Linked DNA regions of Mus musculus: region 2 is linked to region 1. Evidence: chromatin contacts called from public Hi-C data. All regions are on one chromosome and are shown on one strand. Each heading gives the region's core, a stretch centred on a gene start, on an enhancer-like site or on the middle of the called end of the contact. The rest is flanking DNA. Distances are from core to core; before and after follow the strand shown.

What was found. A called contact is a pair of places that touch in the nucleus more often than the background predicts.
Region 2: a Hi-C map of the N1E-115 cell line shows a contact between it and region 1, with 5 times the contacts expected there. The contact joins two enhancer-like sites. A contact is called at or near these places in 2 of 484 Hi-C or Micro-C datasets (the N1E-115 cell line and stem cell-derived neural stem cells) and 2 of 115 datasets of contacts at active chromatin or transcription factors (oligodendrocyte precursor cells and stem cell-derived neural progenitor cells).

The regions. Positions count from the first base shown.
Region 1 is chr7:114,920,378-114,924,242 of GRCm38.p6, forward strand. No RefSeq gene overlaps it. Among named protein-coding and RNA genes, the nearest start is that of A730082K24Rik, 26 kb to the right of the region's middle. Within about 2 kb of position 2,059, at least 18 of the 459 cell types and tissues checked have an H3K27ac peak or open chromatin away from gene starts, as enhancers often do. A contact at or near this core is called in the N1E-115 cell line, where this site is marked.
Region 2 is chr7:115,665,168-115,668,942 of GRCm38.p6, forward strand. All of the region lies in intron 5 of Sox6 (SRY (sex determining region Y)-box 6), which reads right to left. Among named protein-coding and RNA genes, the nearest start is that of Gm51455, 170 kb to the left of the region's middle. Within about 2 kb of position 2,099, at least 56 of the 459 cell types and tissues checked have an H3K27ac peak or open chromatin away from gene starts, as enhancers often do. A contact at or near this core is called in the N1E-115 cell line, where this site is marked.

The DNA of each region.
Region 1 (3,865 bases), core at 809-3,308:
TGGGTGGGTAGGGAAACAGGGTGGGGGGAGGGTATAGGAAACTTTTGGGATAGCATTTGAAATGTATATAAAGAAAATATCTAATAAAAAAAGAATAAAAAAAGATTTCCTCAAATTTATGGTGAGTATATGTGTGCCTTCATTTCATATGTATGTATGGTAGGGGATCATGGACTTGTGGGTCTCCTGTCTCAGCCTCCCAAGTAGCTGGAGTGACAGGTCTATGCCACCAGGCTCAGCTTCAAATGCTGTTTTCACAAGGAAGAGAAAGACGTGGTTTTATTTTAATGTTTGATGTGGCATTCTGATTACCTCTTTGGCAAGGTTGTAATTGGGGCACTTGGGAACAGAAGCTAAGTAAATGAAGCTACAGACCTCAGAATTCTCCTTCCCTTCACTCTCCCCCTTCTCCCTTTCTTCCATTCATCTATACCTCCGGCTACCCACCCAATATTGATATGTACATGATAGAACTAAGCCTTTATTAATTTGCATGCTAGAATTAAATCATCATTGTGCTAGAATTAAGACTTTATAAGAAAGTAAAGGTGTTTTCTGTCTTCAAGGACAGTTATACTTGGGCTGGGAAACTGGAAAGGAATGGGAATGTGAAAAGATGACTTAGAATTGATTGATGCAGACCTCCATCACTGTCTGATTTCACAAGGATGGTGATGAAGAGGAAAGGGAGAAAGTGATCCTGGAAAGGGCAGTGTGAACTCTGCACCCAGTTATTTTACAGGCTACATTGTATGGTGCTATACCATAACATATGCTGGCCATGTGATCTTGGATCAATCTTCTTACCTAGGTCTCTTACTTATCCACACACTTTGGACTGGGTGATTTTTTTCTGGTATTTCACATACTATGATTCTATTATTCTATTCCTATGCATTAATCAAAATAAGCAAAGATCAGGAGCTAGTGAATTGTGGGCTGTTTGGAGCTTGGGAAGTAGGACTCTGTGAGGATGCAGGTGGAGAAGCAGTTGAGTAGGGACAAAGGTTGGAGTTGGGCTGTGGAGAGAGGCTGGAGATGTCAGAATGGCAGGACATACCGAGTTTCTCTGCACTTGAAGTGCCTCTCTGCTCCTGGCTCTCACCTGTGACACAAACAGAGTCCTTTGAAACCAATTACCACAGTTTTTTTTCACTCTTTCCTTGACTGTGTTTGGGCTCACATTGGGGCAGTCCTAGATTAGAAGAATGTGGACTGAAGAGTCTTTGCTCAAGCACATTGGCTGCTCTCCTCTATGTGCTGGCTGCCTTCCACTCTAGGCTAGGGCTTCATTTTTACCATTTGTACTTACATACAACTTGACAAAGAAGAGCCTCTAAGGTTATATATTTAAGGACTCTGGAAGACACAACACTCATTGACTCTTGAAGCCTAGAAGCTATTTAAAGTCATACCTTGGTGCCCCTCTGAATTCTTTCTAACATGGATCCTATCCATAACATTCACAGGAAGAATGAGTGAGTGAGTGAGTGAGTGAGTGAGTGACTGAATGACTGACTGACTGACTGAATTACTGAATGGATGAATGAATGAATGATTAGATTCAAAGATGTAGAGAAGACTAAGTCCAGGGTGGCCAGGTGACTGCCAGTCAGAGCTGGAGTTGTGTCTCAGAGTCACCCCTCTTAGTAGTAGTTATTTAAAATAGAGACAGTAATACATGCCCTGCAAAGCAGCAGGTGTGAGGATCAAAAGGAGACTGCAGATAAAGCTTCTAGAATGGTGCTGAGCACACAGTTTGCACCCAATATTTTTAGGCTCTGGCCTGGCCCAAAGTCTCCCAGAGTGTCAGTGACAATCCCCTGACCTTTGAGAAGGTTTACGACCATAGGCAGCCTGGTCTATCTAGGGCAACTCTGGACACAACCTCACTGCACAGAGAATGATGGATTGAATGACCCTGGACCCTTTCCAATCCCCTTTGGGTCTTGAAACCAAGGGTGTACTTCTGATCCTGACCATTGGGTGGCACCAGCCCATCATCTTAGGTAACTAGACAGTGGAAGGCTAGGCCCTCTTGGCTACCCAGCAGGGGAGTTGGAAAGGGGGCTGTGGGGCGGGATCAAGAGAGTGGGTGGGGGAAGGAGCAGCTTAGAGAGTCCAGGTGTTTGTGCCTCTGCTCGACTGTCTGGATGCTTTGTGTATGACTGAGGTGGGAGTGGGCTCTATAAACATGAGGTTCAGGAGGTGTGTGTGTGTGTGTGTGTGTGTGTGTGTGTGTGTGTGTGTGGTGTCTTTATTTCTCCCCTGTATATGTACAAGTAATCATTTGACCTAAATGAAATCATTTGCCCCAAGGATATTGATTTATGGCTGTGGGTAAAGTGAGTCGAGGGCACATGGGATTTTCAAGATGTTAAAGGTATTAAAATTTAATTGACCTCCTGATTTTATACATGGGACAAACTGAGGCCAGAATGGGATTCTAACTGGTCTGAGGACCCTGGTTCCCTGATCTTGTCTACCACAGTCTCTGCATTGAACAAGGAACTGGACCAACCAAACATGGTGAGTCACCTGGAGAAGAGAATCTGGACCAAAGTGGGACCCGGAACGCCTTGTTTAGCCTAAGCCACATGATCATCATGGCTTCTCTCCTTTGTATTTTATTCTTTCCATCTGGATTCTAGAGCTAGCTCACACTGGCGTTGCCATGCCTCAGAGGACAGCTGTCCTTGTTTCAGAGCCTATGATAGACAGGTGACAGCTGAAAACTGAAGTCTTGATTTCTGCTCTTTCTCCCCATGCCACTTTGTTGTTGTTACTGCTTCAGTTGTGTTCTCCTGGAAGGCATCAGTGTCTCCTCTGTGGCCAAGGCACCCAGCTCCTAGAGGGTGGGGGTGTAGCAGGCATTGTTTTCCCCTTTACTGAGTCCCTCCCAGGCACCTCTCTTCCTTTTAATAAAAACCACTAGGCATGCTTCAGATCTGCTGAAGGCAGCAAAGATCCATGCACAGAGCTGGCCTGCAGTTCATAAACATGACAAAGATCCTTTGCCACATTTCTTTGGTTGATTCTGTCCTAGGTACCAGGCTAGGTCATTAGAATAAAGTTCAGATTTCCTGGGCTTGTATGTAGGCTCCTCAGCTAAATTGTCCTATGACCTCCAATTAATGTCTTTAGTCTTTTTTTTTTTTTTTTTTTTTTAGTATAGAATACAGTTAGCTCATAATCAGCCACCAAACGCAGACGCTATTGCATACGTCAGCAAGATATTGCTGAAAGGACCCTGATATAGCTGTCTCTTGTGAGGCTAAGCCAGTGCCTGGCAAACACAGAAGTGGATGCTCACAGTCAGCTATTGGATGGAACACAGGACCCCCAGTGGAGAAGCTAGAGAAAGTACCCAAGGAGCTAAAGGAATCTGCAACCCTGTAGGTGGAACAACAATATGAACTAACCAGTACCCCCAGAGCTCATGTCTCTAGCTGCATATGTAGCAGAAGATAGCCTAGTTGGCCATCATTGAGAAGAGAGGCCCCTTGGTCTTACAAACTTTATATGCCCCAGTACAGGGGAAACACCAGGGCCAAGAAGTGGGAGTGGGTGTGTAGGACAGGGGAGGGTATAGGGGACTTTAGGGATAGCATTTGAAATGTAAATGAAGTAAATACCTAATAAAAAATTGAAAAAAAAAAGAATACAGTTTATTCAGGGCATGGGGAGGGGAGTTCAGAGTGTAGTAGAAGCAGAGAAAGGCAAAGAGAAGGAGAGAGTAGAGAAGTAGAGGCTGGCCATGACCACATAGAAAGAGGGGGCGAAGGGAATGGGGAAAGGGGAAGCAAGGGGCAAGAGGCAAGAGTATGAGAGTAAGAGAGGCAAGAGAAGCAAGGGCAATGTCTTT
Region 2 (3,775 bases), core at 849-3,348, 740 kb after region 1:
CTTTTTATTGCCTATGTTTTGTGTCCTATCTTTAACCCATTGTAATTTTCTTCTTACACTTGATTATATGAGGTGAGTTAGGAAGCTTGCTGAAAACTGCATCGGCTGCCTTACCATTGTTCTTGGATAATAAAGTATCCCTCAGAGTGTTTTGGGTAAGGACCAAAGACACACAGGTTGAATTTATGTTTATATTTTTCAGTGAAGATGAAATTTTCCCTTCTCCAGTTTTAAAGCCTTTTCAACAACCTTTCATTTATTTTTCTTCCTCTTCTGCTTAGTAAACAGAGAAGCTGAGGTGGTATGTAAATAGCAGCTTCTTGTTCAAGGAAGAGCCAACAGTGCTATCTATAAAAGCTTGGGTGACTCCATTATGTGACCTAAGTTTACCAAAAAACACCAGTTAGATGAATCATTTTACAGAGTATAAAGACAGTGAAACTGTTGGATTGTAAACAGTAAAAGTGATTTTAAAACTCTTCCATTGGACTTAGCCATGTTTTTAAGGAAAATAAAACAAGGTAACAGTAGTATTTGTAAGTTAAGGTTTTAGGTACTCATATAACATTGTCACTAAAAAAAGTCAATTTTTTTCCCTTAAACTTAAGTAAAGTTTATCCATATATCAATTGATCCAATGATAGGTGATAGATAATTTATAGTCGATTGATGTAATAGAAAAGGTATAATATAGATAGATGGATGATAGATAATTGATAGGTGATTGATAGGCATATATGTAGACAGATGGTACATAATAAATGATACATAGCTAGTCAGATATAGATTGTAGGTGATAGGTAGCTAGATGATAAATGATAGTTAAATAGATCTAAATGATGGGCAGTACGTGATAGCTGGATGACATAGATAATTAACAGTTTGTACAGCTATGAGTCACAATAAGTGGCGCTGGGTGACATGTAAAATTCCTTTAGAATGAGAAATCCTATGTGTAGCCATCTCTTGGGTTCAGATCAGTGAGTAGTACATTCAAACAATACAATCATGTATGTTCTCTAAATGCATAGGTTGGGGAGGTGACTTTTCTGTTCCATACCCATTGTATACATTTGGCACAATGAATTTAAATATCAATATTTGAACATATACTAATAGATTTTTCTGTTTAAATTGATGAAGTATTTATCTACCCTGCTGTAATAAAAATAGTATCAAGTGTGAGTCAGTGATCCAAACAACCTGAGAACCCAGATTACTTCATTCTCAGACATGTTTCGTTGAACCGCGAGATTCCACTATTACGGAGAAACTAGAATGCTCAAGATGGCTGAAAGAAGAGGCAGCCAAAGGGGCATACAGGACTCCTAAGTACAACCAGGGAGTGTTAGAGAAGCAGGGGGTTATAAGATGCTTCTTCAACTAACTTAAGAATATGTGGGGGAAATCTTACCCTAAGTCATGTTTTGAGATTTGACCAAATCAACTTAGAGTAAATAAATAAGTAAATAAATAAGATAGGAACCTGGGATAAGCCCCATCTCAGCGGGCCAGCAGAGGTCATCGGTTGCCTAGCGTCATCTGTTTGACATCTTTAGACTATCTTAAAATGACTCTCTCAGACGCACTGCCAGAAAATAGCCTCTTCTGCCTTCCACTGAAAGCCAGAGGTAGCTTCATAAACCACAGAAAGGGAGCCAGTAAAAAGCTTCAGTACACAGCTTTTCTCCAAGTCAGTGCGCCTGCCTTTCCTGTGTGGCACACACAGGGTGTGTGTGCCTGACGCTTGCTCCTCCACGGTAAGCTGTATCTATCCTCCAACTGCAACACTGTATCTATCCTCCAACTGCAGAGACCGAGCTGCCAGCTGCAGCTCGGCTTTTCCTTTCTTTTTTCTTTCTTTCCTTTTTTCTTCCATGGGGTCATCTTTATCCCCAAACCACATCTGTCTTGAGTTTCTCTCGGATTAGTAAGGTGGATCAGTGCTCCCCGGGGCCTGCTCCAGCTGAAGTATTTTAATTTGACTAAACACCTGATTTATTTTATCTCTCCGATGAGAAAGGCAGTTTGTCTTAATAGAGCCTGTCAGCCCACAGCCCCATTCACAGCGATTTACAGGCGGCCGGGGACGCGGCGAGAGAAGAGTGCTGCGATTCTGTACTTTACCCTCCTCTGGAAAGCACCTAAAAGCAGCTATTCACTGCTACTGCATGTGGCATTTTAGAACTGAATTAGCTTTTTATTCAAGTAACTACACTTGTTGTGAATAGCTTATCTGTAAAATTGCTACATTCACTACTGATTTTATTAACCTTTGGCTCTATCACAAAATGGTCTTCAGTTAGGAAAGACCTTTAAAATTGACACGTTTTTTTTCCCCCCCTGAGGGGCCTTTATTCCAGTGACTTCAGATTTACTGAATTTGATCCACTGAATTCTTTACCAGTTGTAGTTAAAATTTTGAGCCTCAATAGGAAGTCAATAGTGTGTAAATAAGGAAACACTTTTTTAAATGTAAATATGGTGGCAATTTCCCTCATCAAAAGTTTTCAAATACCATCTTTTATTATAACAGTTCAGAATCACCCCTCTAACCTATTGATAATTTCTTTTTTAACTTTTACAAACCTCTCTTCAGACTCAACACCAAAGGGAAAAATACAAAATATATAAGAATCTATGTGGAACAGTTAATTTATTTTTTTGGCTTAAAATAGAAATCAAAAGTCATATTTAAGGTTAATTTAAAGTTCTTTCCCCCACATCAGTTCATAAAAGTTAGCACCATAATCTGCCAGCTAATTTTGCCCCTACAAATCCATATGATTACAATTGGTGGCACTAGAAAGAGAGCTGGGCACTAGGAGGCAAAGGCAGGCTCCGGGGCAGAGCCATGCACAGCAGGGTTGGGCACTTTGCGTGTGGACTGGCCTCAGTTCTTTTCAAATAGCTCCACACCCATGACTTGTAGAGCACAGGAATCTTTGTAGATAACCCCCTCAGCACTTAGTTGCAAAGTTGAACACTACTCTCCTGAGGGCTACATTTTTAGAAGAAAATAAGAAATGTGCACAGCAGTCAAGTGGGAGACAGAAGGAGACACTTAAAGAGAACAGGGAGGGAGGTCAGAGGGAAGGAGAGAGAAAAGGTAGCTGAAAGGCCAAGGGGGTGGGTGATAGAAAAAGACAGACACAGGAGAGAGAAAGAAGAGAGGGGGAGAGGAGAGAGAGAGCGAGCACTAAATTAAATTCTGTGCATTTCCCTGTATGTTTTTCCTTTCTAATGAAATGAGGGATTATGTTGTTAAAGTAATATTTACCAAGTCAAATAAAGCCAAGGGCAAGCGGCCGCATCTAACGCAAGTCTGAGGGGCTACAACATGAAACAACAGCTAACCAGCCTTTTTCATTAGATCCTGTGCCAGTTACTTTAACAGACTTGATAGAAGGTCACAGTGAAACTACAAGACTCTGCAGCTACAAATGCCTGCTCCTGGTGTGATGGAGAGAGAGCAGGCAGAGCCGCTGGAGTGGAGTTCCAATGAGGACAGACTTTTCCACATCAGTCCTAGAAGGATTAAAACACTTAACAGTCATTTCAAAGTGACACCAATCCAGGACCTCAGCCAACAATCCAGAAAGATTTTAAATTCAGTTGAAAAGAAAAGCTTTTACGAGTCAATTTTCAGGTCAGGTCTAATTGTTTTAAAATGGACACTGTTTGAGAAGAAAGCTAAAAATACAATGCCAATCATAAAAGAAAGCCTCATTTGATCCCTCCTGCCCTGGGGTAACCTGGTCAAGCTGCTGCCTCT